Regions from separate parts of the Rattus norvegicus genome. Here region 1 is linked to region 2. A link is a contact called in public Hi-C data. All regions are on one chromosome and are shown on one strand. The core of a region is the stretch at or near the end of the contact, and the rest is flanking DNA. Distances in the headings are between cores, read along the strand shown.

Region 1 (2,700 bases), core at 1-2,500, 39 kb after region 2:
TCACACCAGTTAGCTCCCAGCCACCAAAGTAGGCAAGGGAGCTTCATTTACAAATGCAGTAGAACACATTTTAGCTGCCCCTCCACCCCCTTCAAGCTTCTGCTCCAACATATTATTAGGACAAGAGGCTATATAGCAAGGTTTCAGAAAAGTATCTGAATGGAACAGAAACAAGAGGGGGGGGAGGAGCACAGTTTAAGGTTGTAACTACTCGAGAATTATGGCCTATATATACACTCCCTAATTCCCAGTGTCCAGCTTTCTCATGTACCCAGTGCCTACTCATACTAGGAATCAGAGGGCATGCAGTACCAGCGAGGGGCTATTACAGCCCACACTTTATTACCCATTACTACTGAGGTCATTAACAGCAAGAGTGATTGTCGCAGCCCTCACCTATTGATCACTGTAACTGCTATCATTTAATCCCGTGTTGAATGTCTGGAGAGCAGCTAAAGGCGCACGAGAGAGAGTGGTTTAGCATTGAGAAATATGGCCAAAGCTTAGGAATTACACTTTGATTCATAAAATCTAGCCAGTGGTTTAAATCAATAGTATTTAAAACAGTCATGTGAGTTTTTAAACTACAGCTGTCTAATATTTATAGGGCCCTCATTGGAAGTGTCCCACAAAAACTAAACTACGCCCCCCCCCCACAACCCCCAACTCCCTGACAACCCACCTTACCCTCCTGGAGTTAAAAGTCATTTCTGATGCCTCATGTAGCTAACAAGGGCTTGGGCCATATCCGGGAATTGAAGCTAATTTCTTGATTTTTTTCCTCAGAAGATAATTTAAATATAAGGCAAAGAAAAAAAAATATCCCTGTATTATAGCTGTGTGGAGCTGTATGAACTCACAATGAATCACAGGAGGCAGTTTATGAAGACCTAGCATGATTCTGTCTAGCTGCCTTCAGGGATCAGAAATTCGAATAAAACTTCTGGCAGACATTTAAAGCATTGGAAAACTCAACTTAAAGACACATGCACACCCACAGTTAACACTCTTTATTTGTGCTTCCAGGGGACAGCATGAATTAAAAAAAAAAAGAAAGAAAGAAAGTAAAACCAGTGCAGGATCTAATGCTGACTGATAGCAGTGGGGCGTGGCCCACCCAGGTGCACGCAAACCCGCCTGAATGGCAGAAATACAGCTGTGCTTGGCCATCTGAGCGTGGCTAGTACGGGCCTGCTGCCGCTGAATACCAGCAACTAGAGAAGCATCTTGAGCACCAGTGACTGCTGGTAACGGCTCAAGCAAAGCTGGCATTGCTCTTCCCCTCCTCTCTACCGCTGGAATGTTTGCAGACTATCAAACAATGCACTCTGCTTTCTGTTTTCTCTTACTTGGGGGTGGGGGGTGGGGGGGGGGGATGGGGAATGGTGAGGAGGGGTGTTAAGATTTCAAAAGCAAACAAACAAACAATTAAGAAAAAAAAACCCACCCTCCTAGAAACAATACTTGGTTCTAATCTAGGAGACAATTGAAGGAATTGGGTGGGAGGCAAGATGACACAATATAAATACTGACAATAACATGCTATCATTTCTTTCTCTCCCTTTCCTTTACACCGAAGTTAACTGCAAGTAAACACTGGCCAGCATAAACACACATAGACTTTGTCCACTCACATCCTCTCCTAATTATTGTGTGTACAAATCAGGTAACAGGGCTGGTCAAAAGGAAACACTGTTTTCATGTACTGTCTACCACAGTAATTCCACTAAATTATTTTCAAAGAATTATTTGGGAACTATTTTCCAACCTCTAATCATGAGCCACATGGATGGACGGCCCCAGAAACTCACTTGCCTTCCACACTTGGAGCTTGGGTGGCAGCCGATGTGGTTAGGCCATGTCACCCAGTCAGCCACATAATGAGAGAAAAACAAACTAAATTAGAAGGGTCTAGAATGTCAAAACAAAAGCAAACAAACAAATAAAAAAAAGGCTCTATTTTAAGAAAAAAAAAAAGGAATTATGCCCAATTTTCTAGGATCATAAGGAAGTTAACTTGTATGTGTACCAGTAAGCACCTGGGAAAATAATAGGCCAGGTTTCAGAATTAAGAGCTAATAGATACAATCGATCAGCAGACACCAAAGGGCAGGGAAATTCTATTCTGTGTCACTAAAAAATAAAATAAAATAAAGTTGAAAAACAACAAAACAAGCAAACAAAACCAGCTGAACTCAGATCAAGCACCGTGCAAGGTCTGTATCACAAAATGGGGAAAATGTATTTCTGACATAATATTTCTGTCTTAAAAGAAAAAAGAAAGAAAGAAAGAAAGAAAGAAACAAGGCATAGTATTCATGTGGAAAGTACAATTCTCTTTCATTGTGGAATGCTGCTCTTTGTGTAACTCTTTTAGACTTAGCTATTTTACCATAATACTGTGCAAAGCATTAAGGCAGGTAATGGTTATTATATTAATGTAAAAATCATCTAAGCACTCGCTCATCAGCTCACTGTTCTCTCAGCAACAATGCAGCCACCTATTAAAATTTTAGCAAAAAAAAAGGCCTCTTTAAAATGCAATTAGCATTTCATTTTTTATCATTTTGTTTATTACATTCTATCAAAGAGAGGCTATCTTCCTTTTGCAAGAATTGTTAAGGCTAATACTCGCCTGCCAGTCAGGAGTTACTTTAGGTTAGCAACCCCAAGAAGCTACGTCTTGCAGAGCTGAGCTCT
Region 2 (2,700 bases), core at 56-2,555:
CATGTGGGTGTCTGGTGCCTGAAGACGTCAGAAGAGGATGACAAGATCCCATGATATTGGAGTTAGACAGTTTACAAGCCACCATGTGGGTGCTGGGAAGTGAATTCCGTTCCTCTGCAAGAGCAGCCTGTCCTCTTACGCACTGAGCCATCTCTCCTGTCACTTTGTAAAAAAATGAAGAAAAAAAAAAACCCACCTCAAGTTATCAACTAGTCTCTAAAACTTTCACCTACTGATAGGGAACATGGAGCTACCTTCTGTATCTGACTTTAACCATGTCTGTAATTTGCACACTAGGATGTCTATAAAGAGTGTCAGAGATAAAACTTATTAGGCTAAACATCTTGGCATACACTGATCTCTACCAAAAGGCGCATTCAGAGAAACTCAGAATCAACCAGTCAATGATACTAAGATGGACTTCCCTGGGAAAAGACCACCAGCCGTGCCTGCTGAGTGCCTGAACCTGTGTCTGTCAGTGTAGAAGCCAGAAGTCTTGGCTGCTGAGAACATAAAATTCTTATGACAAGAACTGTAAATGGCGCTCAGTCTAGTCAAGAATCCTCAATGCAACCTGCACAGCTCACCACAATGCTTGCTGCCCGCCTGGCTTTTTTTTTTTTTTTAAATTAACTCATGAATAAAAACTCTTTCCCGCCAAATGTTTATTTCTACTTCAACTTGGAATCAGCTACAGGATGGAAAGAAGACTTTGGTCCTGATACCCAGAGCCTAAACAAACAGCCAGCCACCCTGTGCACAGAAGCACGTGCTTATTTGTTAATTTAACTGAAACCACCTTTTCTTATTTCGAAAAGATCACATGCTCTTGTTGTCACAGTGCTGAGTTGGCTGGCACGGTAGCCACTCGCCCCACCCCGCCCGAGACATCACTGGTCACATTTTTGTGGTCGCTGCTCTGTATCTCACCAGCTCTCCCTACGTATTGTGTAACTGAATATGTTTGAATATTGCACTGCCTTGAAGAAAATACTTAGGTTCGGATGGGAGAAGAGGTTGGCAGCGGTACCCCAGTGGGACCTCGGAGAGACTCTTCAGAGACCAGCAGTTCAACACTGGGAGATGCACTGGAACCCAAGGAAGGCTGAGTATTACCTCACAACTTCTTACACCTTTTATGAGGGTTTTACTTTGCAGATTGTCAGAAGCCGTTGACATGCAATTGTCAAAAGTTGTATACACTCGCACACACAGTAGGAAAAGTAGCAAGCACCACTCAAGACTAGATTCACAGTCTGCCATTGACTCTGTTGTCATAGGAAAGCTGCCCAGACCCTGAGGACTATAGCTGAGGCTGGCTTTTGGCTCCCCGAGTCATTCTGTACACAGCCACCATGGAGCCCAGTCACACCTCCGGATAGAAACTTTGACGTTTCATCAAGAGAGTATAAGGAACATTAGATTTGCACTGCTTTCTGGCTTCTGAAAAAAGGGCTAAAAAAGAAAACACAAATTTATCGACTTTGGTGTATTTCAAGCTCCAGGAAAAACAGGCTGAAAGACAGCGGGCAGATGAGCTTCTGAGAGAGGCCACCAAGACTCAGCATGACAGAAACTAGTCACAGGTGACCGTGAGGAGAGAGTGGACTGGATTATTAACGTCTGTGAGAAATGCTTGCCAGGCTGGCTTTTAAGATGCTCAAACACATGTACTCAAAAGGAAACTATGAAAAGTTTGGATCAATTGGTTCTTTCCTTCCCTTTCTTCACTTCCTTTCCCATCCCCCTTCTTCTCTCTTTCTTTGCCCAGGTGGCTTTGAACTCCACATAGCCAAGAATAACCTTGAATTCCTGATCCTCCTCTAGTCACCAACTGCCAAATCCTGGGATTACAAGTGTACACTAGACTATGCCAGGCCTCAGGTCAAATGTTCAATAAAATTTTAGTTTACTATAACTCTCGGGTTGAATATTCCTATAGGCAGTGATCACTGATTCTCACACACTGAGCACCTCATACCAAGCTCAGTCAACGCTGGAGAGATTTGTCAATGAGAGGACAGCAAACGCCTTGTTCCTATTTCATTTTGCTGGGTGACACACTCCGTATTTGTTTTCCCTTATTCTTGTAGGTAAAGGCCAGCATTATGCAAACCCCCGAGAGATATTGCTGAAGATAATTTGTATTACTAAATTTTATTCAGACTATGTACAACGCAGACAGATACGTTCCAGAAAAGCCAATTGATTTACATCTTTCCTGATAATCCTTGCTACGTAAGAACTAAATATAATTTTTACCACGAGAACAGTGGTAGTGCTGTAGACGTGAAGGAGTCAACGTGCCAGGGAACGTATAATGACATACAGATATGAGCTAACTCCTGACACTACATGGTACTTATCAATGCGTTTACATTTGCTATGGTGTGATGCCTCCGTTTCCAATGACATTTGCTAGGCTATTTCTGTTCCATTTATTTTCCCGACATTGACACACACCAGCCACAGTCTTTACTTCACATTGGTGGTGGAAAAGATTCTCTTTTCAGTCAGTGCTGGAGCTTGAACCCTGGGCCTTGTGAATCCTGGGCAAAACGTGCTACCCACTGAGCTACATCCTCGGGCCTCTTGGGTTAGTACGGATGAATGAGTTCACTTTACACTCCCCTGTTCACTGCCTAGCTAAGAGTGGAAACTGAAATTCTTCCCGTCACCTGCCACAGCGACTACTTCTCA

Evidence for each region. A called contact is a pair of places that touch in the nucleus more often than the background predicts.
Region 1: a Hi-C map of liver shows a contact between it and region 2, with 3 times the contacts expected there. The contact joins two enhancer-like sites. A contact is called at or near these places in 4 of 12 Hi-C or Micro-C datasets (Schwann cells, kidney and liver).

What each region holds. Positions count from the first base shown.
Region 1 is chr4:133,211,156-133,213,855 of GRCr8, forward strand. All of the region lies in intron 2 of Foxp1 (forkhead box P1), which reads right to left. Among named protein-coding and RNA genes, the nearest start is that of Foxp1, 140 kb to the right of the region's middle. Within about 2 kb of position 1,251, at least 19 of the 93 cell types and tissues checked have an H3K27ac peak or open chromatin away from gene starts, as enhancers often do. A contact at or near this core is called in liver, where this site is marked.
Region 2 is chr4:133,172,511-133,175,210 of GRCr8, forward strand. All of the region lies in intron 6 of Foxp1 (forkhead box P1), which reads right to left. Among named protein-coding and RNA genes, the nearest start is that of Foxp1, 180 kb to the right of the region's middle. Within about 2 kb of position 1,306, at least 9 of the 93 cell types and tissues checked have an H3K27ac peak or open chromatin away from gene starts, as enhancers often do. A contact at or near this core is called in liver, where this site is marked.